Linked DNA regions of Mus musculus: all the other regions are linked to region 4. The links are chromatin contacts, called in public promoter capture Hi-C maps. All regions are on one chromosome and are shown on one strand. Each heading gives the region's core, a stretch centred on a gene start, on an enhancer-like site or on the middle of the called end of the contact. The rest is flanking DNA. Distances are from core to core; before and after follow the strand shown.

Region 1 (6,496 bases), core at 2,667-5,166, 950 kb before region 4:
CCAAAAGTCCTGAGTTCAATTCCCAGCAACCACATGGTCGCTCACAACCATCTGCAATGGGATCTGATGCCTTCTTCTGGTATTTCTGAAGACAGCTATAGTGTACTCATACATATAAAATAAATAAATAAATTTTAAATAAATTTTAAAAAAAGTTAAAAAAAAAAGACAGCTCTGAGTGCGGTCCCCAGCTGGGCGCCCATGCACTAATGCAGCCTTCTCAGGCATGGTGTCCGGGTCCTTCACAACATGATCCCTACACCAGCGCCTGTCTCCTCTCCTACCATGCCACCAGATTAGGAGGCTGTGGTAAGTGGACGGTGAGTTTAAAGCCAGCCCATGGACACCAGGGAACGTAGACCAGTATTAGAGGGTTTGTCTCCAATGATGGGATTAGAATCCTGGTCCTCTGGATGGGCAGCCAGTGATTTTAACTGCTATGCTTTGTCTCCAGCCCCTTAACTCATGCCTGTAATCCCAGCATTCAGGAGGCAGAGGAAGACAGATCTCTGTGAGTTTGAGGCCAGCCTGGTTTATCTAATGAGTTCCAGAACAGCCAGGGCTACATATTAATGATACCCTATCTTAAAAAACAAACAAACGAGCCAGGCGTGGTGGCGCACGCCTTTAATCCCAGCACTCGGGAGGCAGAGGCAGGCGGATTTCTGAGTTCCAGGCCAGCCTGGTCTACAAAGTGAGTTCCAGGACAGCCAGGGCTACACAGAGAAACCCTGTCTTGAAAAACAAAAAAAACAAAAACAAACCAAAAAAACAAACAAACAAACAAACAAACAAAACCCCAGCAAGACAACACCCTCATTAGAAGCTCGTTTCTTTACCCCCCTGTATGTGCACACATTTACTCTGTGTACAGATGGTGAGAGACTGTAGACTTTACTTTTCTAAATTACCTTCAGAGTGAGGCAGAAACGCTCCAAATTCAGGGCCCACTGTTCTACTGCCTCATCCAAGGACCCAGAGATGCCCTGGGGTCTGAAGCATCCAGTCAGGCTGCTGAGTGTTGGTGGCTGCTCTAGTCTGGAAAAGTTGCCTTCGGCTAGGCAGTACTCTCTGTGGGAACAGGATCGCCCCACCCCTACCCAGCACACCCAGAGTTAACCCTACCCCCAAAAAATTCCCAGAAGAAATTCACAGATGGGTTTTCCCCAGACAGACAGCTCATACATATTTGCCACTTAGCACAGATGTTTGCCTGGGGATGGAGTGCTGAGAGACAACGCAGGTACACAACTTTAGGGTAACAGGTAGCCCCAAACAAAGCCAGACACGCCGGGGCGAGCTAGAACTGAGATGCCCAGGAGGCCTAGATTTTATTCTGTGTTCTGAAGTCCTTCCTATTGTCTGTGTCCGCATCTCACAGAGCCGGAAACTCTCCTCTCTGCCCACCAGGCGGCGCAGCGGTTCCAGGAGCACTGCGAATGTGTTGCGGGACTGAGTCTCAGCACTTAGCAAGATTGTTTTGCCAAACTTATTTCCTTTACTACTCAAGTCCAGGAAAACATGTGCCCAAACGTAAGTTCACTATCGACTTCAGGACTCCCGGAGGGAGAAGACTTTATCTTAGCCTCATCCTTGCGGCCTAAGGTGCAATATCCAGCCAAGGGGTAGCCTAAACAGATGAGCTACCTCTAAAAGCGCAAAAACATGGATAGGATCAAGGCCTGAAGTGAAAATGCTGGAGATCATCCTAAGCCAGAGGCTCTGCGTCCAGTCAGTGCCCAGGTTTCAGCCACCCTCTCCATCCAGTTTGCTCCAGCCTCACACTCAGGCAGGCAGGAGGTGGGCACGTCCTCCCTAGGCTGAGCGGAGGGAGATTGGCTGCCAGCAGAGGTGATCCGGACCAAAGCCATCTTCCCCGGGGGCAATTTTGGGCTATTTTCTCTAAAGATGTTACACTATCTAACTCCTCTTTGAGTTTCACAGCAGCCACAAGTTTGCACCTTTAGAGTGAGTGATATTACTCAACAATGACCGGCTACTGTTATTGCTTGCGCCGGGCACTAAGCAGAGAACAGAACCAAACCCTATGAAGTAAAGGAACCCTCGTGGTGTGTGTGGGAGACTTTCACCTTGGTGTTCCTCCAGGTGAGCAAAAAGCGCGTGAGGTGCTTCCCTAGGGCAGCGGATAAACTTCGAACCCGGAAGGAGGGACGAGCCGCACGCATGGGACTCAGGCACGTCGCCTAGGGCAGGTTGCGCACCGGTGGCGTATGCTTGAGTAAAGACGGACCCTGACCCTAGTGCGGGGTTACGGGGCGCGGCACCTAGTTGGAGCTCAGTAAATATTTATGGTGAGAGCGACAAGCAGGGCCCACCTCCTAGGAGGGAAGGAGGAAAGCCAGAGCCCTCCTCAATTCCTGGCTCCTCCCCTGCAGGCTCAGCACCGAGCTGGCCACGGCGTCCTGGCCCGATGTAATTACAGGGTCTGCCGCCAAGCCTGGCCGTAAAAAACCGGGATGAAACGGCCTGGAAGCCTCGGAAGCTGGGCCGGACCCTGCAAAGAGCCCCGGGTCCGCGCCTTGCCCTGATGCGCAGCCGCAAAGAAGAGAGACCAGGGACAGAAACCCCCGCCCATCACACCCTGCAACGCACACGGGCTCACCGCCACACACGCAAACTACCAAGCACTCAGCTTTTGACTTTACGGCTCCAAGAATGCACTCGAGCCTAATCAAACACCTGCCCGCCAGCTCCATCTCAGGCGCAGACGCCGCCAACCCCTCTCCAGACAGCTGCTGATTCGAGAGGTGAATTCCTGCAGGGTTGTTTACATGGAGAGGGGGAGGGGTTCTGAGCCTGGTACTGAGAGCCCACCGACTGGAAGACCCAAGTCAGACTCAGTCAAACACAGCCGCCCAAACTACCCCCCACTCCAATCCACCCCCGCTGCACGCCCAAACACGTTTCTCCTCTTCTTCACACACTGTTCACAAACATTAGCATATGTATGTCAGGCGTTTCACACGCTTCCACACACAAGTGTCTTTACACCTACCCGCCATCACACGCATTTACACACGCCATATGTACATGTGTCAGGTCGGTTAGTTTGTCACTCTTCATGACCATATTCCCACATTCCATCTGCAAGCGCGCATTCGCTCAAGACACACGTGAAATGTATAAACAGGTCATTAGCGTACGTTGGCGCTATTGAAAATATTAGGAACATCCCCCCCTACAGCCCCTGAGCCCAACTATGAGTTCTCGCATAAAGTACTGATGGACTGAGTAGCCCTTAGCCCTGGCCGCACACGTTACACGCTCGATCACACACAACGTCGCACTTTATTCCCGGCATCTAAGCGATGACACAATCTCTTGAACAAAGACAACATTGACAAACCCAACAAAAACAAACAGCCGCGTCTGTGTGGGGAGGGGCAGCCAAGCCAGAGTCAAGGCATGGGGGAGTGTTGCTGGGGGGGCGGGGGGAGGAGGGGGTCACGAGAGAGTGTGAGAAGGCGAGTGCGCGGGCCTGGGTGTGAATCTCAGGAAAGGTGTGGTTATATCCCCCCACCTCACACCCTGACAAGATTGGCGCCCCGCGCTGCAAAGCCAAGTCCTGAAGCCACTGGTTCCCAGACCCACACGTATAAGTTCTTCCATTTTTCCAGCTTGCTATGGCTTTCAGTCCCACAAAGCCAACAGAGCCTCACATAGACACCCCCACCCCCACACCCGTAAGTGAGCACACACAGCTATGGGAGGATCTGTGCAGACCCCGGAGCGCTCTCCGTCGCTGAGATATGGGAGTCCTTCCTCCCAGAGTCTTTTTCCCTTCCTCCACCTCCAACGTAGCCATCAAGCCCTGGGGCAGCGCGCGTCGGGCGGGGCGAGGGCGGGGCTGGTGTTGGCGGCGCCAGCCCAAAAGGCGGAGTCGAGCAGCGAAGAGGCCAGATTTGTGATCGTGGTGCCTACTGTACCGTGGAGAAGCCTGTGGGAACCTTACACTGCAGAGCTCTCGTCCTGGCCTGGCTCGGCCCGGCCCCGCGCTATGGAGTTCCTTTGGGCCCCTCTCTTGGGTCTGTGCTGCAGTCTGGCCGCTGCTGACCGCCACATCGTCTTCTGGAACAGTTCAAATCCCAAGTAAGCCCTGAGACTCCCTGGCAGCCTGGGTGCCGGGTTGGCAATGGCCTTTCGCAGGGTAACTGTCCCTGCCAACCCCTGGCCTGCGCCTAGGAGAGGTGGCCAGGGATGGGTTGGACTCTATAGCTCCCCACCTCCGTCTGTATCTCCCCTTACTACCTGGCAACAGCCGACCAGGGCAGAAACCTGCTCATGCCTGCTCGCACAGGCGCTGGCTGTTTCAGCCCTCTCTTTCTGCCCTCTGGCATCTCATCACTCTAAAGTAAGGCTCTCCTGCTGGGCACTCCTGCCTTGAGAATTGGAACGTTGGCCCTGGCCTCCGGGGCTCTCTAAGTCCCCCCATGAAACTTCTGTGCACTCTCATTTTTGTGTGCCACTTGGGCGTTTGTATACTAACAGGCACCTATGGACGTCAAGAGTAAGCACAGCGCTCAGGGAGCCTTGGAAAGAACCTCCGTAGGAATCTAGGTTTTGGGCATTAGATATTCATTCTGTGTTTAAGATGACCCTGAAGAGTGCCTCCAAGGTTGGGGGGGGCATAAATTAGGCACATGCTGTGTATGGGTCGACCGAGGGAGTGGCTGAGGTGGTCACACTAAGGGACTGGTAAGAGGAGTGTCGCTGGGAAGCTTGGGGAGGAGCAGAGTGGGGCTTCACAGGGCTACAAAGGCTGTAACAGGAAGGAGGTAATTTCTCCGGAGCAGGTTTTAGGGCTATGAAGCAAATGGTATTGAGAGGAAGACACTGTCGGGCCCTTTGTTCTTGCCCTTGAGTTTCTTCAAGTTATGAGAAGAGTGTTAGGGCCAAACCTAAGAGGGGGATATGGTGGAACAAGAAGAGGTGAGAAGTCGAGGCCACAGAATGCCACTAAACCCCTCCCTCCCAGATCCAGTGAGCCTGCCTCCCCTTCCCCTGAGAGAGATGCTGGGCCAGTTTCCTCTGGCACTGCCTATTGAGGGTCTGTTGTCTAGGGCATGTCGGAGGGCAAGATAGAGCCAGCTGCCACCCTAAAGGCACTGTCTTCCTGGCCCTGGAGTGCTGCTGCGCCCCACCAGCCCTTGCGCCTGCCCTTGCGCCTGCCCCTTGCCTTCCTGACCTAGTCCTGCCCTAGTAGTGGGAAAGAGCAAAGTCCCTGTTTATGCCCATGCCAGGTGTCGGCTGAAGGAGGAGGAGGGGACGGGAAGTCATGAGTAGGGAGGGGGGAACCCTGGCCTTTTCCGTTCCCAAGCTCCCAGGTTTCCTCTCTTTCAGGAAGGAGCCTCTTCCTTGCCCCCCTCCCTGTCTACTCCACCACTAATAGAGCCCCCTTTTCCAAATGGAGACTTAAGTGTCACAGGCAGGTTAAGTGTAGGAGATAGTACGCTAAGTATAGCTTCAGCCCTGGCCCTCTGGACACACACATAACCCTGTCTTATTTACAGCCACAGGAAAGCCAGTCTAGAGTGGAGGTCATGGGCGGTCTAGCCAGGCCCAGCTTGGGGGAAGAGATGAGGTGGCAATGAACAGGGCGGGTGTAGGGTTGCATAGGTGACTCAGGGTAGTGGGCATTAATCCTGGGCTCACCAGGCTCCAGGCAAAGGCAGTGGCAGAGAAAGGTGCCACTGTGAGCTAGGCCCTGGTCCTGGAGAGACAGATACTCAGCTATCAGATTTCTCTGCCGCTTTTGCCCGGAGGCCAACACTGGGGCAAACCAGTCCTGGGCTGCCCTGGGGTCCTGGGGGCTGCTCACTTTTGACGAGGTAAAATTTCACAGGCTCTCAAGAGCGCCTGGGCGGGTAGCGAGGTGGATGAGGCACGAGTGAGTCAGTGCCCATCACGGGAATAGGGGAAAGACGCCAGGCCCAGAGCTGAAATACCTGTTCTGAAATGGCTTCTATGTTTATCTCTCCAGAGAGGAATTTTAAAAGCCTCCCTCTGCTTCTCTCTCTCTACCCCCCCCCCGTGGGGGAGGGGCCCAGAAAGTCTCATTTTAGAGGCTGCAAGCAGTTGCAAGGCCAGGCCTCTAAGGGGTCATGATGACTGGGTAGTGGGTGGCCACCGTGGAACCCCACCATCACCATGGGCACCACCCATGCCAAGGACTCGGGTTGAAAGCAAGTTGGCAGGCAGCTCTGCTGAGCCTCTCCCTGGCAGAGCTTGGGGGAATTCAGAGAAGCTGCCTGGCTTTCAGTGGGAGGGGGGAAGCACTTTCCTGCTGCTGAGACCCTACCCAGGCTGGAGCCAGGTGTCTGGAGCTCAGTGGGAGGGGCCGGTGGGCAGTCAGGCTGGAGCCTGCAGGGCTTGGGGGGACCAACGGGGGAGAGGAACTGGCTCCACCTGGGGAGGAGGGAAGAGCTGGGGCAGCCTCAGGTCTAAGAACCACAGCGTTTCATCAGGGGAAGGCGAA
Region 2 (5,704 bases), core at 2,108-4,607, 740 kb before region 4:
CAGCAGTAAGGTTTGGATTCCCTACAACTGGAGTTATAAATGGTTCTGAGCTGCCATGTGGGTGCTGGAAACTGAACTTGGGTCCTCTGCAAGATTAATGCTCTTAAATGTTGAGCCGTCTCTCCAGTTCTCCAGTGGCAAAGTTACCTCCTAACAAGCCTCCATCATTTATTTACCTTTACAGTATGTATAAAGGTCCAACACACAGCAGGTCCCAACTACGGCCTCCAAGGGAATGATCTCATAGAGGGGCACCCGGAACAGCTCGTTGTGATAGAACCGACGGGATGGAGAGTGATGAGTCTCATGTGGGCGGAAATAATGGTGACCAAAGGCAAACCGTTCTTCTCTTTAAAAAAAAAATAGGGATAATGAGAAAGGCAAGGTTCTTAAGTCTACCAGCAACTCTACCTCAGTGCACGCTCTGCTGGAGGGAGGAGAGGAACCAGCACTTACTTTTCATTCTTCCAGAGCTTCTCGATTCTAAAGATGTCAAGTTTATCTCGGTTAATGTGAGATAAGAGTCTGTAGGACTGACGGACTGGGTGGCCATCAGGCGTGCGCCGACTGTCCCTCATCAGGTACACACAATCACCTAGAAAGGCACGAAACAAAGGAGAACATCAATGCTGACCTCTGGATGGATTCCATAAGGAATCCTTCTATCCAATCCAGGATCTAAATCGATACGAGGAGGGTAGGCAGACAGTTCAGCAATTAAATGAGCAAGAACCTAGGTTCAATCTCTATCTAGTATTACAAAAGAAATCAAGAGAAAATAAAGCCAGCATTGTGACAACTATTTTCTTTCTTCTTTTTTGGTTTTTCAAGACAGGGTTTCTGTGTGTAGCCCTGGCTGGCCTCTAACTCAGAGATCCGCCTGCCTCTGCCTCCTAAGTGCTGGGATCAAAGGACAACTATTTTTAATTCTACACTGAGAATTATAGATGATCTCTTTATTTTTTTGTACTTTCTGTGTCTTTTAACTAGGTTTATCAGTATATATATATTTTTTATCTTGCCTTTGAGACAGGTCTTACTATGTAGCTATGGCTGGCCTGGAACTCACTAAGTAGACCAGGCTAACCTCAAATTCAGAGATCTACCCTTCTCTGCCTCCAGATGGGATTAATGATATTGTGCCACTATACCTGGCCAACTAGGTTTAACGCTACTATAAGGACTTTGGGTACAGCTCAGTTCTAGGTTACTCGACCTACATACTTGAAGCTTTGGATCAATCAGCATCCCAGCAAACAGAAAGTAAGTAACAGGAAACTAGTGTAAGTCAGGCAGAGGAGCTGATGCCTCTCATTCCAGAACTTGGGAGGTTGGGGCAGGAGGACACCTGGGAGTTTGAGGCCTGGCCTGAGCTAAAGTCTGAAATACCAAAACCCAGTAATAACAAGATACAACCAACAACAATAACACCTTCTCCCTCCTCCCAAACGAAAGCTATCAAATCAAAGGAAGGGACTCATAAGGCCCAACCATTACTGAAGAGCTACTGACAATGGTTGCTAGAAGTGGGGTAGAGTCATGTGCTCAGGGTTATAGCCTACAGTAACCTTCCCTTGCCGAAGTAAACAACAGATCCTTCCACAAGCCCAGGCAGGCAATCCTAAGCATGCAAAGTGCACACACGCACGCGCGCGCGCGCGCACACACACACACACAAGCACGCACACGAAATGGGGGGGGGTGGGGGGACGGGATGCGGGAGGAGTTTGAGCCCTTTTCCTTACCCTGACGAAGCAGCAAGTCATCTCGGAGTAAACAGATGAAGTAGACACAGCCGGGCTGGGCATAGTGGGGCCTAGGGATCATGGGTACCTCCTGATAAGAGCAGAAAGTCAATGGGGAAAGTATTACATTTGGCCTAATGATCTCAATCCAAGAGAGGAAAAGAATTAAAATTTCCGATCCAATACTTTAAAAAGTCATTTTTTATACCATACATGTATAAAAAAGATGGAAACCTCTAGTCTTTAAATGCAGAGAAATTAAAGTAGATGACAAGGCTGACAAGTCCAGTGTCTGAGACGATGCTCTATGATGCATTAGTTCTGAGACTGTTGTGAAATCTCAGCAGCATCTGAAAATGTGTGCAATGGGGACTTCTCATGACAGTTTTGTCTGGAGCCCACCTGGAACAGGTGTGTACTGTTCAAGGCCAGGGAAGCCAAACTCTAAAGTGCATCCCTCACAGTAAATTTTCCAGTGTAATATGACAACATCACTATGGTTAAGAAATGCTGCCTAAGACAGGTTTCTGAGTTTGAGGCCAGCCTGGTCTACAGAGTGTGCTTCAGGACAGCCAGGGCTACACAGAGAAACCCTGTCTCGAAAAACCAAAAAAAGGATGGGTACTGGTGGCGCACACCTTTAATCCCAGCACTCGGGAGGCAGAGGCAGGCAGATTTCTGAGTTTGAGGCCAGCCTGGTCTACAGAGTAAGTTCCAGAATAGCCAGGGCCACACAGAGAAACCCTGTTTTGAAAAAACAACAACAACAAAAAAAAACCAAAAAAAAAAAAAACCAAAAAAGAAAACAAAACAAAATGAACAAACAAACAAAAAAACCCCCCAAAAACAAACAAAACCTCCCCCCACCAAAACAAAAAAAAGAAATGTTGCCTAAATCCTTTATGTTATGGGGGTGACTTAATCAAGATCATACATACACACTTACTGTTTCTGTACATGCATGTGTGTGAGGGCACTTGCTTGGCATGGCACACGCGTGGAGTCAGAGGACAATAGCAGTTCTCTCTTTCTACCTTGTGGATCTGGGATTGGACTCAAGTTGAGAGGCTTAGTAGCAAGAGCTTTTAACCACAGAGCCAATCTAGCAGCCTAAGATCATATACACAAATACAGCAGGACCTCGCTAAGAACCCACCCAACTTGGTCAAGTCACTGACTCTTACTTCAGTAAGTAAGACTGAGGGCAAAGGTTGTTGTTTTTTCTTTTCTTTTTCTTTTCTCTTCTTCCTTCCTTTCAAAGATTTATTTATTTATTATATGTAAGTACACTGTAGCTGTCTTCAGATACACTAGAAGAGGGTGTCAGATCTCATTAAAGATAGTTGTGAGCCACCATGTAGATGCTGGGATTTGAACTCAGGACCTTTGGAAGAGCAGTCAGTGCTCTTAACCGCTGAGCCATCTCTCTAGCCCACAAGGGTTGTTTTCAACAAAACACTACCTGATAGAAATGGCACTTAGAACTCTATCTCTACCACTGAGAGGTTAAGGAAAGAAGATGGTGAATTTGGAGCTAGTCTGGGCTACACTGTGAGCTTCTACTTCAAAAATAGAATAAAACAAAATGAATCTCAATTTTATATAGTAACCACCTCCACCTTCTACCCCTCCACCCTCCAGATGGTTTCTCTGTGTAGTAGGCCCTGCTATCTTGGAACTAGCTCTGAAGACCAGGCTAGCCTTCACCTCAGGGATCAGCCTGCCTGTCTTCAGAGTGCTGAGATTAAGGTATGTGCCACTACTGCCTGGCTCTATACAGTACTATTTCTTTCATGGATCTGAAGTATTTTATTTCTTAACTATGGTTCAGCTTACCCTGTCCACAGGCCGAGGGTCACACTGCTCACAAAGGTAGTGCTCCACATCCGTGTTCACACCCATGCAGTCGCAGTGCTGCCACACCTATGAGACAGGCACACTTGACAAGGCACTTACACTTAGACAAGTCCTGAGAACTAATAATACTGGTGATATCAATAAAGCAGCAGACAGGGCAAGGTAAAAGAGGAATTATACCAGAAGGTTATGACTGAATTAGAAATAAATGAGAAAAATAAGAGGAAAACACAATGTTTGAATATAATTATAAAAATCAATTTTAATATATAGATCTGGACAAACAAAATGGGAGGTGAGGAGGAAAAATGAAGATGAATATACTACTAAATTATCACTTGTGATGTAACACTATTTATGCTGCAGCCACTGGGACTGTCTTTATTCCCGTAAAGATTGCCTCTTGGGTTTACTTGGCGTTATCCTCTCAATAACCAGACATACTGTTCACAGCTCCATTATCATACCAAACAACAAGCGTACAGGAATGGAGGACACTACACACTGAGTTCAGGCCGAGTCTTGCAGTAGGAGCCCTCTGTGGACAAACTTATATGCACTGAACCTGCCTGCTTCCATGCGTTACACCGTGTGCCACTTCATGACTTCAAGGGAAAGCACAAGGTCAAATGCTACCCTTCTATGTGCAGCTTTTGTGAGAAACGTAGTTAAAGTGGGCAGAAGGAAGAGGAAAGGAAGTTGTTGCAAATGGAAGATAAAGGAGGAGGAAGGCAGTATGGTGAACAGTAGAGGACAAACAGACGCTGGCCTAAGCCCCTGCGCCGCGCCCTGGCACTCACCATGCACTTGTCACACTGGATCATGAGGCCTTCATCTTTATAGAGGCCGCAGATGCAGCGGATAACATCATCATCCTTCTCGTGCCCGCTCTCCTTCTCGGAGACTGAGGTCTCGCTGCTGTCGGCCTCACTGGCCGTTTCTCCCACAATCTCATCGATCTGAGCCGAAGCTTCATGCCGGGCGCTGTAATAGGCCTTTCGTAAGCGGCAAACATCTCTCCCAATTGGGGATTTACGCCCATAGTACTTCTGAAGAAAACAAAAGAAATCATTTTTGCTTTTCTCCTTTTGGTTTAAAAATAAACCTGCAGAGGCAGCATGATTTTCTTTATTATTCCATTTTGGCTAACAAATTGAACTATAATGAATTAAAATTAGAATTTATATGTTTCGTTTTTCTCTATTGCTTTGTTATTGATATTCTGTCAAGAGCCTTACTATCCCATAAGATCAAATACACAGTGATCATTAAATTTTAATTAATGTTGCAAGCATAATGTGTTGTAGAAATTTTCCATTTACCTTTGTCTTGCAAATGCTTGGAGCACATAGTAAATGTCTGTGGGAGCTGGGTTAACAGAAACTATGCTGTAATTCAAGATCGCCACTCAGTAATCTCTTACCTCTTTAAGACCCTTTCTTATTCTGTCTTTCAGCCTCTCTTTACACCAGAGCATTTCCTTTCCTGGTTACTACACAGTAATACTCTAGGCTTGTTTTTGGAGGCAGGGTCTTCTTATACAGTCTGGTATGGGCTAAAACTTGACCTTACCTTCTTGCTTCAGGCTTAAGTGATTTCAGGAATGACTCACTAAGCTTGGCTTCATATATACTTATTTTCATGAACAAAGCAATGCCAGACACACAATACATTGGTAAAATATTTACATAATATAAAAGTTCAGGGCAAAATTAGGGGTTTACAAAGATTATACTGTTTCTGAGAAATGACTCAATCATCCACTGCAGAATGTTTTGTGCTGGTGCATGGACTGAGATTAAAGATGTGTGACTCTACATCCGGCCTTACCTGGTAATTTCATACATGTTTTGAGATAACTTACGTCATCATGCTTGTACAATACTGAGTACTTTTACTGACTGAACGAATTTTTGATTAAAAAATTATTATTGCCATGTGGGCATATACATGCCATGGCATGCATACAGAGGTCAGATAATGACCTAGCAGAGTAAAATCCCCTCTTCCAACATTATTACACTGTGAGCTCTGGGAATAAATTCAGGTTGCTAGAATTGCATAGTAAGAACTTTTACCTGAAGAGCTATCTTGCTAACCGA
Region 3 (6,462 bases), core at 3,208-5,707, 810 kb before region 4:
GGCAAGTATTCTATCAACTGAGCTACTTAGCTGCCCTTTTTCTCCTTGGGGTGTGTGTGTGTGTGTGTGTGTGTGTGTGTGTGTGTGTGTGTGGTGTATGTGTGCATGTATAGTGTCTGTGTAATGTGTGAGTGGTGTGTGTGTGTATGTGTGTATGGTGTATGTGTGATATATGTATGTGATGTGTAAGTGGTATGTGTGCTGTATATGTGTGGTATATACGTGTATAGTGTGTGTGCAGGATATGTATATGTGTGGCACATGTTTGTGATCTGTGAGTGATATGTGTGGTGTATGTATATGGTGTATGTGTGTGCATGTGTGGTATATGTGTGTATGTGTGTATTTGGTGTGTTGTGGTGTGTATCTGTTTGGTCCTCAGCTCTCATTATTTCTACCTTTACTCCTCCGTCACCCCGACTGTCCTTATACTTGCAAGGCCATCTGTGTGCAGATGACACCTTTCCTTATTATTATTTATTTTTGAGACAGGGTCTCTGTTTAGCCCATGTTGGCCTCGAATTTACAACAATCTTCAGATCTCAGGTGACAGTGGCTGGGGTGGTAAGAAGTGGAACATTCTAAATGCTTTGTTTGAAGGTGGAGCCATGGGAATTTCCTGATGCGCTGATAGACTGCATGTGAGTCACATGTTCAACATCCAAGGAGAACAAAGGTCAGGAGAGTGGTGGAGATATAAAATAGGAATCAATAGCTGGGCGGTGGTGTCACACACCTTTATTCCCAGTACTCGGGAGACTGAGGCATGCAAATCTCTGAGTGCAAGGCCAGCCTGGTCTACAGAGTGAGTTCCAGGACAGCCAAGGCTACATGGAGAAATCCTGTCTTAAATAAGTGAATGAATGAGTGAATGAATGAATAGGAATCAGGCTCTTGCCTGTAATTTTCACACTAGAGAAACTGAGCCCTGTCCTCGCCCTCATTCAGCCCCTCACTCTCATCTGTCACCTCAGCAATGGGCTGAGGTGAATAGTGAAGAGTTACAGTAGCAGTCTAACCTGGGATACAGGACAAGAGACCCTCCCTCCATCAACAAGCCGAAAAGCCAAAAAGAAAAGAAAAGCCAGAGGAAGCAGGTATAGTGGGACAAGGCTGTAACCTCGTCAGGGAGGCTGAGGCAGGTTGACTGTAAGGTCACAGGTAGAGAGGGAGTCAAGGCCAGCCAGGGTGATCCAGTGAGATTGTATCAAAATAAGAAATACAAAGAAAGGGGCAGGTGAGATGGCTCAGTGGGTAAGAGGACTGACTCTTCTGGAGGTCCTAAGTTCAAATCCCAGCAACCACATGGTGGCTCACAACTATCTGTAATGAGATCTGATGCCCTCTTCTGGTGTCTGAAGACAGCTAAGTGTACTTATTTCTAATAATAAATAAATAAAAATCTTTAAAAAAAAAGAAAGAAAGAAATACAAAGAAAGCTACAGATGTGGACCGAGGTGGCAGAGTCCTTGCCAAGCCCTCTCAGGGCCTTGAATCCAACCTCAGCCCCACCCCTCCTAGTCTTCTCCACCCCCAGTCTCTTCAGCTCCTCCAGGCTTCCTTTGGATCTGGGCGTTGTCTTCCCTTTGCCTGGACTTCTCTTCCCCCAGGTATCCACAGAGCCCTTTCTTGCTGTCTTCTTCGTTTTCTCCTCTTCCTCCTTCTCTTCCTCATCCTCTTCCACCTCCATTTATTTATTTATTTATCTACTTGTTTGTTTGTTTATTTTATTTTATTTTATTTTATTTTATTTTATTTTATTTTATTTTATTTTATTTTCAGAGTGTCGTGTAGCCTAGACTGACCTCAGACTTGATACATAGCTGAAGATGACCCTGAACCTCTGGCTCTCCTGCATGCACTGCCCAGTGCTGGGACTACAGGCGTGTTCCAGACCAGACCAGCTAGCTTTGTGTGATGGCTGAAGCTTCATTCGGGGAAGGGAAACCCTCTACCAACTGGCTAGTTCCCCAGTTGCATTTTTGTTATTTGGTTGTCGTTGTTTTTGAGACAGGATTTTACGTTGTAGCCCCAGCCGGCCTCACTTTCTTAGCGATCCTCCTTCCTAGGCATTCAGAGTGTGAGGGTTACAGGGGTGGGGGTGGGGGGCAGCATCATCATTCCCATCCTTTCCCCTAGCTGCCCTGGTCCCCGGTTAGGACCACAGTCTTCCTCTAGCTCTCATCCTTCGTATTCCTGACTACCGTCTCTTTACTCATGACTTTCTAACATACTGAAGTAGCTTTTTATTTATTTATTTTTTAAACAAGTTTTTTCGTTTGTTTGGTTGGCTGGTTGTTTTTGTTGTTGTTGTTGTTTTTAATGTAGCTCTGGCTGCCCTAGAACTCACTATGTAGACCAGGCTAGCCTCAAACTCACAGAGATCCATTTGCCTCTGCTTTCAAAATGCTGGGATTAAAAGCTTGGGCCACCACACTTGACTCTGAATTAGAACATTTTAATAAATTATTGCTTAGTATTTATTGTCCCATCCACTAGACTTCCCTTATTTACTGGGCTACCCCCAATTCCAAACCTTGTCTTCCAGGTACTAAGCAAGCATTTGTGGTTTTTTTTTGCTTTGTTTGTTTGTTTGGTTGGTTGGTTTTGGTTTTTTGAGACAGGGTTTCTCTGTATAGCCCTGGCTATCCTGGAACTCACTCTGTAGACCATGCTGGCCTCGAACTCAGAAATCTTCCTGCCTCTGCCTCCCAAGTGCTGGGATTAAAGGCGTGCGCCACTGCTACCTGGCTCAACGAGCATTTGTTAAGCTGGGTGTGGTATTACATACTTATGATCTCATTAGGCTAAGACAATATAATATGGGCTACATAATAAGCTTGAAACTATCCAAGGCTACCCGAGACCCTGTCTTAAAGACCCAGCCTCAAGTGGAGCAAGGTGGCACATACCTTTAACCCGGCCCAGCTCTCAGGAGGCAAAGGTAGGTGGATTTCTGAGTTTGAGACCTGCCTGCCCAACAGCCAGAGCTACAACATAAGAAGATTCTGTCTCAGAAAAAAAAAAGAAAAAGAAAAAGAAGCAAATACAACAACACCCGCAACAACAACAACACCTGCAAATCTCACAAATATTTGTTGAATGAATGACCATGGCAAAGATAGCACAGTAAGGAGACACCAGAGTCATGCAGGCGGCCCAGTGTGGCGGCCCAGGGTTGGGTGGTCTTACCGATGGTGGCAATGATGCTGGTGCTCCTAGCGGCCACAGGCTCTGAGTCGATATCCAGAAGGCAGAGGTGTTCCAGGAAGGTGTCCGCCATAGCTGCGGGCAGTTGCTGCTGCTGGAAGAAGGCAGTGCCCAGCTCCTGGGTCAGCTGGGCCACACTGGCACGTCTCAGGTATCCTGCTGGCCCTGCGGTAGATGGGGACTCAGGATCCTGCACAGACAATCGCCTATCCCCCATGTGCTTCCTGCCAGTGCACCCTGTGTCTATTCAGCCCTCCGGTCTGTGTGAGGAGGCCTTCCTTCAATCTGAGTGTCACACATTACTTTGTTTAGTCTCCAGGGTTCTATGGAGCAGGCTGTTAGATGTGCTCTTTCCCAACTTTACAAGGAAGGAAAAAGACGGAGAGAGAAAATGCACTGTCTAAGAAAAGGGCATCTTCCAAGGAAGATGATTCAAATCTAGGTCTAGCTCAAAGCTGAGTCCTTACGGACCCAGTTACCGAGACCCTCCCCCACCCCGCCCCCCAGCAGACCACTCAGCCTCAGCACCCCCAGAAGCCTCCCTCAAGTCTCAAGGCATCTCATTCTCTAGGCCTGGAATCTCTCTGTTACTTTTCCTTGTTTACTTCCTTCTAGCTCCAGGCAACTCTCTGGCTTCCCCACTTCCCTCCCCTCCAAGTTCCCTCCATCTATACAGTGCGGCTCTATCCCCTGCCTGCCCCCTTGTGGGGGAAACCCCCGTAGCTTGACCCAGCCCGGCTCAGTAGAGCACCTTCCATACTGCTGCGTACCTGCTGTGTCTGTGGGTCTGCTTTATACTCTGCCTTTGTCAGTGGGATGGGGCCTGGCACAGACGAGATCAGTCCTGGTTAAAGTATAACCAGCTAGCATCTCTCTTGCCAATGGAAGCCTTGTACACTGGGGGCCAGAGTCCAGGAACCACGGGAGTGCCCCGTGGCGTCCATGCTGCCGGATCCCCTTTGGCCTGTCTGCAGAGCCTGGATCAAAGGCTCAAATCAAATTTAACAGAGGCTGTAGTGGGCATCCTTCCCCCAAGGCCTCCACCCCCAACACTGATTCTACCCTAATTCTCCTCTCTGTTCAGTGGCTTCCCTTCCTCTTCTTACCTCCTGGAGCCCCACTTAAAGCAGACTTTGCTAAGTCTTTTTGGGACTTAAAGATCCAGGGCCAGAGCTGCTGGGGTAGCTCGTTCTCTTGGACAGACATGCTTCCAAAGTGTGGGACTGGGGCTGCAAGAACCACAGACTGGGAGGAGAGTGTACCCTAACTGCTGGTCTTATCTGCAGGAGCCAGAGAATAGAAAAGAGGCACACCCAGTAGGCAGCCCCATCCCCACACAGAGTCCCTTCTGGAGGGCTGTCGGTTGTCAGTCCCCACATCTTCCCTTCCCCTAGGTCATCCGTTTTTCCTGGTCAATTTTTAGTCCATTCATACTGTCAGTCCATCAGCTTCAATAGAGACTAGTTCATCGCCAGTGATACAATCCTTTTCTCTTTGTATTTTATTGACAAGAATCTTAGGTATATTCTCAGAGCAAGAGCTTGAATGTGGGGACTAGATTGTGGAAAAGAGGGAGGAACTTTTTTTTCTCTTCTCTTCTCTTCTCTTCTCTTCTCTTCTCTTCTCTTCTCTTCTCTTCTCTTCTCTTCTCTTCTCTTCTCTTCTCTTCCCTTCCCTTCCCTTCCCTTCCCTTCCCTTCCCTTCCCTTCCCTTCCCTTCCCTTCCCTTCCCTTCCCTTTCCTTTCCTTTCCTTTTCTCTTCTAGACAGGGTTTCTCTGTGTAGACCAGGCTGGCCTCGAACGCAGAAATCTGCTTGCCTCTGCCTCCCAAGTGCTGGGATTAAAGGCGTGCGCCACCACCACCTGGCAGAGGGGAACCCTTTGATAGACGTTAGAGGGTATCTCAGTTTCTCGCATCTGTTCCTCTGTGAATCCAAAGATGAAACTATAAACAGTTCTAGGCACTAATTGATAAACTTGTTTAGATTGATGTTGACGAACCATATTAGTAAACACAGGAAGCCTGAGCACAGGGGAGTTCTTCAGCCATCGTGGGGACATCGCACCCAACTCACTTTTTACCAAGGCACCAGGGAGAGTGACCTTGCCTTGCTGACCACCATGAGCATAAGCTGCAGTCCTGCTGTCAAAATTCCCTATAACTACCCCAACCAACAGACGGGCCACCTGGCACTTACTTTTTTTCCATATCCCAGATGACCCTAGACTGGGGATTCTCTTGACCCCATTCTTGGGTGACTTTACAAGTTCAGCAAAGTTGCTAGAACAGTGGGATTCTCTAGGAAGGCTTCCATGACACTATGACAATGACAATGGCCAGTGACAACCCTGGAGGATACAGTGGGAGTCAAGCAGATAGAAAGATGGAACCTTCGCCCTCCATGGGTTTTAATATAGTGTGTGTGGGGAAATGACAGACTACTAGCAAATAAATAAATACTTTAAACTGGGTAAGGGGTGTCAGGCATGGATCATAGGACTGGGCAGGGTGGCCGGGTGGGACAGTGGTGTATCTTAGGCACCTCTTAAATAAGATGAGGCTTTCTTTAATGTGATTATGCTTAAGCTATTAAGGATGAGAAGGCACCAGCAGGGGCTGCAGGGGCAGCAGGGGCAGCAGGGGCAGCAGAGGAAAGAGTTTCCTGTAGGTTGCATATGTCCCATAACTCTGAGGAACAAAAGCTTTTTGTGTAAGAGAAACTGGTTAGGGGGACGTGGCCATGGTAAACCTGGGCGCCTGAGCAAAGAGCCACTGGTATGGCTGCCAGGGACATAATATAATTCAAGTTAGGTCTTAGGTAGCTCTAGCTGACCGATGTAAACAGTCATGGATTCAGAAGACAGAGGTGAGTCTTGGGAGTTGATCAGGGTGGGAGGTGACAGGCTAGCCTGGGTGGCACTGTGGGGGAGGGGAGAAGTCTGTGAGATGTGTTTTGGAGACAGGCAGACAGAGCAGAATGACTGCGGAGCTGTGCTGGTAAGAGAGGCTTTCAGTACTTAGAGTGTAACATGGAGAAGAAGGCAGTGCCCAGCTCCTGGGTCAGCTGGGCCACACTGGCACGTCGCAGGTATCCTGCTGGCCCTGCGGTAGATGGGGGACTTCTTTTGCTCTGGAGTCAAATGTCCATCTACTCGTCCTTGCAGAACCAGCATTGAGGCACAGAGACAGGAGGAAGTCATCTTTCTCTGAGGGTCACCTTGGAAGATGTGACAGCTAATTGAAACACCCTGT
Region 4 (6,557 bases), core at 3,594-6,093:
CTGCCACTCTTGGCCATGCTGGTGTGGAACCTCTATTACATGTTTGTGGTGGAGCCAGAGCGCATGCTCACTGCCTCCGAGAGCCGCTTGGACTACCCTGACCATGCTCGGTCTGTTTCCGACTACAGGCCCCGCTCATGGGGCTGAGCCACCTAGAGCTGCACAGGGGGCTTTCGGCACTTCCCTGGAACAGTTGTAGGCCTGGCCTTTGCCCAGGCAATGGACCTTTGATGCGAGGAACCTTGCTACTTCCCCACTGGGGCCCCAAATACCCTTACTCTCTCCTAGCCGCTGCTTTACAAACCCAGAGGATGAGAGCCCAAGGTCGAGACTGGAGAAGCACACTTCCTTCTTGGGCAGCTTCCCACCATGGCACAGGTGCTATGGCGGGATGGTCATCTCACTCCCTAGCTTCCTGTGGGTCAGGAGTGCAGAGCCACAGCCCACCCTGAACTGTCTGTGCCAGTGAGCGCCAAGGAGAAGGAAAACCTGCCTTAGCCCGAGGGTAGAAGTTGATGTCATGTCAGATAGTTGGTGAAGACCTTTCTAGGGGGCCTGGTTCTGGACCCGCTACCACTGGCCTCAAGACTCTTTTGCCTCAGTCAAGACTGTTATATGTAGCTGTTGTCTTTCCTGTCCCAACCTACACGGGTCTCTGTAACATTCCACTATTCAAACTTCCAAGGAGTCCCACTCTCAGGGGGCGGGGCACAGAGCTAAAATCTCCAAAAGAACTGGGTGTGAACTCACATGGTGGCTAGGAAGGCAGAGCGCCCTCAGCCCAGCATATAGCTGTGAGTATGTAATAAATCACTGCCAGGCTCCTGTGGCTCGTTCATTCTGCTCCTCCCCCACCCCCACCCTCAGGCACAAGTTACCTCCTAGCATCAAGGGGTACAAAGGAGGACTGGGGAGAATCGGGCCCTCAAAGAGAAACTAACTGCCTTCCAAGCCTCTCTCTGTCTTCCTGTTTGTTGAAACCGTCCCAAACCAGCCCAACAGCACTCACACATTAAGAGATTGGATCTAGGCTGGAGAGCTGGCTCAGCCAGTCAGAGTACTTGCTGCTCTTGCAGAGGACTCTGGTTCAGTTCCCTGGACCCACCTGGTGGGTTACAGTTCCATGGGATCTAGTGCCCTCCCCCATCCCACACTGCACATCCATACAAACAAAAGACTCACAAATACATAATAAAATACATACATCTCATTTAAAAATAAGAGAGACTGGAAATCTTGTATGGGGGAAATGTCTATTTCATGCCCCTTAGGGCAGCCAACAGTCACTCATGTAGGCCTTCAAGTTTCATCCACAGGAAACGGGAGTTTGGGAACCCGTGAGCGTGGCCTCTCCGTGGGTTTGGAAGGACAACTTACTGGGAGCACCCCAGTAGGTTGAGGCTGGCTTCTGAGGTTCTGCAGAAAAGCAGATCATGACCCTGGGCCCCCCACCCTCCGACAGTCTGAGACACTGCCCTTCCCTCTGGAGAGTGGGTTTCAGTTTATGGACTGGTACTCAGAATACCGCCTGTGGCGCAGCAGCAGAAATAGGCCTCCCCCCAGGAACATGAGTCCTGGGGCTCCCAGGGCTACCGCCATGATTCCGAGGACTAGTGGAGAGAAGATATCCACCGGAGGGAAGCCCATGCCCAGAAGCATTGACCTAGAGCAAGAGGGTTTAAAAAGCAAGCTTAGGAAGGCAGGCTGAGCGGCTCAGCCTTTCTCCACTTTGACCAAACCCTTAGTTCTTACCAGCAAAGGTAGTATTGGTCCCAGTAGCCAGGGCCCGTGGGAGCCCCAAAGGTCAGATTGAAGGCACAGAAGTTGTTCTGGGACCCGAAGAAGGCTTGAACAATTGGTGAATGAGGGAGAGAAGATGCCAAGGTGGAGTGAAGAGTGGAAGCCTGGCAGGGGAGGGCTGATTCTCGGGCCCGCTCCTCCTCAGAGAAAGCCACTGGTCGCCATTGCATGAAGCCAGATGGAGAAGAGCCCCATAACAGCTGGTTCAGCTGGAGAGACAAGCAAAGGAGGCAGGGTGAGGAGGACCAACCTGTACCAACACCTCTGCTTCCCCAGCTCTCCCAGAAGGCATATCAGCAGTACAGGCACTAAGTCACCAAGAGTCCTCAGTACTAAGTGTAGTTGTAGAAATGACATGCTAGATGTAGGAGGTCCAGTCTCTCCTCTACAGAGAGAAACTGACATGAACGGAGCTGCAGCCGTTCAGCGCTCGCTCCCTCTGGGCCCCGGGTTAAGGAGCATCCCAGCTGAAGATCTTGGAAGCACTGGTTTTGTCTGCTTCCTTGGAGGGCACAGATGGCAGGCAATAGACTAGTGCAACCCCATACTAAAAGGAGCCAGAGAAAAGTGTTGTTAAATAAGAAATCCGGACCATAGCCAGGCGTGATGGCGCACGCCTTTAATCCCAGCACTCGGTAGGCAGAGGCAGGCGGATTTCTGAGTTTGAGGCCAGCCTCGTCTATAGAGTGAGTTCCAGGACAGTCAGGGCTATACAGAGAAACCCTGTCTCGAAAAACCAGAAAAAAAAAAGAAAAAAAAAAAAGAAAGAAAAAAGAAACCCGGACCAGATGTGGCAGTGCGTGCATTTAATCCCACCTCTCAGGAGGCTGATGAACCTTTCTGAGTTCAAGGACAGCCTGGTCTCCATAGCAAGAGTTCTAGGTCAGCCAGCCAGGGATACTTAGGGAGACCTTGTCTCAACAAACAAACAGAAAACCCTTTTAAAAATGGGTGTTGTGGTGGCTTTAGGGATGGCTCAGTGCTGAGAACTTGCTGCTCTTGTAGAAAATCCAAATTCAGTTCCCAGCACCCATACCAGGAGGCTTACAGCTATTTGTAATTCCAGCTCCAGGGTACCTGATACCCTCTTCTTGCCTCCATAGGAACCTGTATGCACATGCACCCAAATACACACACATAAAAAACAAGTCTTCTGGGGCTGGAGAGATGGCTTAGCAGTTAAGAGCACTGGCTGTACTTCCAGAGGACCTGGGTTCAATTCCCAGCACCCTCACGGTGGCTCACAACTGACTGTAGCTCTAGTTCCGGGGGATTTGGCACCTTCACAGACATACATGCACATAAAATGAAAAGAAATCCTTCAAAAACCCAAACACACAGTCTTTTTTAACAATAAGTGGTTGGTGGGTTTTCTGGGCTGCTAGCGGGATCCCACTTTACATTCCCACCCATCTATCTCGCACTGGTGACCTGACCTGGAAGACGGCAGGTGCATATTCATCATCGATGGAGTTCCGTTCGTTCACTGAGGGGCAGTCAGGGCCCTGTCCCAAGGTGGCTACCTCTAGACCAAATAGGGAATGGTTTCCACGAGGAGAAGCTCCAACCAGGGCCACTTCTAACTGGCAGACATCTGCTGTGTGCAGGAGGCGAGGGGGCTGAGCAGGTCGACCAGATCTAGAAAAGGCTTGGACCTTGGAAGGAGAAGGAAGCCATGTGGGGAGAATGGAGCTTGAGGGACAGATACTCCCACCCTCATCAGTCATTTCCAGTTCCTTCCCCATAGCCTCACCTTGAAGGTCAGGCTGCCATTGGCGAATGCTCCAGTAGGATCATCTACAGGGCGGCCTTGAAAATCGGCACTCAGGTTGGCAAGATCCAATGAGTTGGTGATATTGTTCCAGGAGAACTTGGCCAAGGAGTACGGAGGGTATGGCTTTCCTGGAGGCTGTGCCCCCTCGGACGCATTGGTGCTGTCAAACTCAAGCAGCTGGGGACAGGGTAGAGTGGAAGAGGCTTGCCTCCCTCTGGCTTTCTCTTGAATATCCCTCCCAGTCACCCCACCCAAAACTGCATTCACTTCACCCACCCTGGGCTAAACCCGTCCCTCGCCCTGGGGGTAGGATGGACTCTCTTCTTGTGATCTTCTCTCTGGGCTCCTTCAGACCCTCACCCTGGTGAAGACGAGAGCAGAAGAAAACTGTATGCTGCTCTTGGGGAGCACCATCAGGGCCCCAGCAGGATCGGGAGACAGCAGGAGACTCCAGTTGACACTCAGGACACTCTGAGTGGTGTTAGTGGCCACCAGCACCACAGCTGGAGGCCCCAGGCTGCTCCACACATAGTGCAGGGTGGAGTTGCTGCCCACTGCCCGAATATGAAGCAGGTTCTGTGGATTTGGCCAGCCGGAAATAACCTCCATAGATACCTGGAACACGGGGTAGTGGGGCGGAAGGAGCAAGATCAGGTATGCTCACAGGCAAAGCTGCAGCTTGTAGGTGGAGGACAGGACCTGGGCAATGCAAGGGCTCTTGAGGACCAGGCAAGAGGGAAATGTAGAAACTGAGGGGAACTTGGAATCAGGGGCAGATGTAGGGTTGAGAACATAGGGTGGATCCAGGATTACTCAGAGGGCTCAGAGCTAACAAGGCTTTTAAGTCCCCAAACTTGCCTGTTCCTGGGCTACAATGGCTGAGCCATGGCTCAGACATCGTCAGAAAGCAGGACGCAGTCATGCCTGACCCCTCCACAATTCTTCCAATCACTCGTGACTCCACACTGAGCTCTCTGGGTTGTTATCTCTCTTGCATCCACCTTCCACCCCTCTGTTGTCCCAGATTCCGGTCATCCTAGAAAGGTAGGATTTCCGGAAACATCTATAACTTCAGTTCCAGAGCCCTTACCTGGCGAGTCTCTTCTCCCTGCAGGCCAAATGGAGCTGAACACACAAGTAGACTCAAAAGGAGCCATGGGGTAGGGGCACAGGGGACCCAGCCCCAGTGAGGTCCCCAACAGCGAAACATACAGCCACAGCTAGTTAAACTCAGCGGAAGAGCCTCAGAGTCACATGACTCCTTTCCTGCTGATCCCTTTTGAGGGCGGGCCAACAAAGTTCTTAAAGGGGCCGCTTCTATTAACCCAGATCTGTTTAAGTTGGAATAGCCTCCCGAAAGCTCAAGGTGAACAGGTATTTTATCATCAACAGGTTGGCCTAGGCATCCTAGACTAGCTGTGCAAACATACTCCTACCTTACTGCAGACACCCTACCGGCCCCACCTACATCACCTCTGGTGAATAAACCCAGATTAAAATTTCCACACAATTTAACAGAGTAATTTGTATGTTACTGCTCTGTGCTAGAAAGATATAGAGAGGGCTGGAGAGATGGCTCAGTGGTTAAGAGCACTGACTGCTTTTCCGAAGGTCCTGAGTTCAAATCCCACCAACCACATGGTGGCTCACAACCATCCGTAATGAGACCTGACGTCCTCTTCTGGTGCAGCTAAAGACAGCTACAGTGTACTTAGATATAATAATAAAAAAAAATCTTCAAAACAAAAAAGGAAAGATATAGAGAGGAATTGGATATAAAAGAACCCTTGGGGGTCAGCAAGATGCCTCAGCATTTGCTCTAAACTGAACATGAGTTGGATATATATTCAGGACCAACGCGGTAGAAGGAGAAAAATAATTGCCAGAAGCTGTAACCTGATTTACACATGCATTCTGTGCATTGCTCACATAAAACAAGTGCAGTAAAATGTAAAAGAATGCCGGGCGGTGGTGGCGCACACCTTTGATCACAGCACTTGGGAGGCAGAGGCAGGCGGATTTCTGAGTTTGAGAAAAGTGAGTGCTAGGACACCAGGGTTACACAGAGAAACCCTGTCTTGAAAAAACAAAGACAAAAACACAAACAAAAAAAGTAAAAGAATAATAAAAGAATCCTTAGGTATGGTAGTCTCAGAAAACAGAACCAAACAGGAATGGAGGCTTGTTTCTACAAGGGGACCAAGACACCCTAATTCCAGCCAAGAGGTGAGAAGAGGAAGACCAGAAATTCAAGGTCTGGGGCATGAGATGTTCAGCAGGTAAATGCATTTCATTTATTAGATTACCAAGTAGGCAGGGACTGGCTGTCCAGGAACTCTTTATACATACCAGGCCGGCCTTGAACTATTAAAGATCCACCTGCCTGCCTCTACCTCCTCTGCTGGAATTAAAGGCATGAGCACCACAACCAGCCTGTTTTTCCTAAAATCTTAACATGTAAAGTATTTTGCCTGTATGTCTGTCTGTGTCTGGTGTCCTCAGAGACCAGAAGAGGATGTCAGATCCTCTGAGGCTGGAGTTACAGATGGCTGTGAGCTACCATGGAGATGATGGGAATCAAACCTTGGGTCCTCTGGAAGAAGTCAGTGCTCTTCATTACTGAGCATTTTCTCCATCTCCAACTTAAATCTGTTAGACTAATGCACAGTACAAATTTGAACCAGGTGTTCTGGCACAAGCCTTTAATCCTAGCTAACCAGGGCTACATAGAAGACCTTGTTAAAAAAAAAGAATCAGGATTACTTACATGATAATGTTAAGCAAGTGCTTTGACAGAGCTTATACACGCAACCTAGACACTAGGTTCTAACCTAGAGACAAGGGTCTCTGCATAGCCCAGCCCTGACTATTCGGAACTTGTTCTGTAGACCAGGCTGTCCTTTCAGAGATCTGCCTGCTGCTGCCTCCAGAGTGCTGGGATTACAGGCATGACTCCACCTAGGCCAGTTTTTGTTCTTTTTCT

The links. Promoter capture Hi-C pulls out the DNA fragments that hold promoters and counts their contacts.
Region 1: a contact with region 4 is called in a promoter capture Hi-C map of liver, with 2.1 times the contacts expected there. The contact joins the promoter of Efna1 here to the promoter of Glmp in region 4. A contact is called at or near these places in 3 of 39 promoter capture datasets (erythroid cells and liver), 2 of 115 datasets of contacts at active chromatin or transcription factors (bone marrow-derived macrophages and pancreatic cancer cells) and 1 of 9 other capture datasets (liver).
Region 2: a promoter capture Hi-C map of hippocampal neurons shows a contact between it and region 4, with 2.1 times the contacts expected there. The contact joins the enhancer-like site here to the promoter of Glmp in region 4. A contact is called at or near these places in 7 of 39 promoter capture datasets (the C10 cell line, cranial neural crest, hematopoietic stem and progenitor cells and 3 more), 14 of 484 Hi-C or Micro-C datasets (CD4 T cells, CD8 T cells, LSK cells and 8 more) and 3 of 9 other capture datasets (adipose tissue, liver and pancreatic islet).
Region 3: a promoter capture Hi-C map of liver shows a contact between it and region 4, with 3 times the contacts expected there. The contact joins the promoter of Pklr here to the promoter of Glmp in region 4. A contact is called at or near these places in 2 of 39 promoter capture datasets (cranial neural crest and liver) and 4 of 115 datasets of contacts at active chromatin or transcription factors (bone marrow-derived macrophages, embryonic stem cells, large pre-B cells and 1 more).

What each region holds. Positions count from the first base shown.
Region 1 is chr3:89,277,065-89,283,560 of GRCm38.p6, reverse strand. Efna1 (ephrin A1) reads left to right here and starts at 3,916. Exons shown (of 5, transcript NM_010107.4): 1 at 3,916-4,110. The coding sequence starts at 4,019.
Region 2 is chr3:89,065,119-89,070,822 of GRCm38.p6, reverse strand. It overlaps Ash1l (ASH1 like histone lysine methyltransferase), which reads right to left. Exons shown (of 27, transcript NM_138679.5): 19 at 4,403-4,651; 20 at 3,582-3,668; 21 at 1,746-1,836; 22 at 457-595; 23 at 177-349. Among named protein-coding and RNA genes, the nearest start is that of Gm24403, 19 kb to the right of the region's middle. Within about 2 kb of position 3,357, at least 4 of the 459 cell types and tissues checked have an H3K27ac peak or open chromatin away from gene starts, as enhancers often do. A contact at or near this core is called in hippocampal neurons, where this site is marked.
Region 3 is chr3:89,134,137-89,140,598 of GRCm38.p6, reverse strand. It overlaps Pklr (pyruvate kinase liver and red blood cell), which reads right to left and starts at 4,457. Exons shown (of 11, transcript NM_013631.2): 1 at 4,317-4,457; 2 at 3,193-3,375. The coding sequence starts at 4,416.
Region 4 is chr3:88,323,309-88,329,865 of GRCm38.p6, reverse strand. Glmp (glycosylated lysosomal membrane protein) reads right to left here and starts at 4,843. Exons shown (of 6, transcript NM_020003.1): 1 at 4,665-4,843; 2 at 3,935-4,189; 3 at 3,554-3,751; 4 at 3,237-3,455; 5 at 1,753-2,009; 6 at 1,235-1,663. The coding sequence starts at 4,784. The coding sequence ends at 1,498. It overlaps Tmem79 (transmembrane protein 79), which reads left to right. Exons shown (of 4, transcript NM_024246.5): 4 at 1-1,213. The coding sequence ends at 147.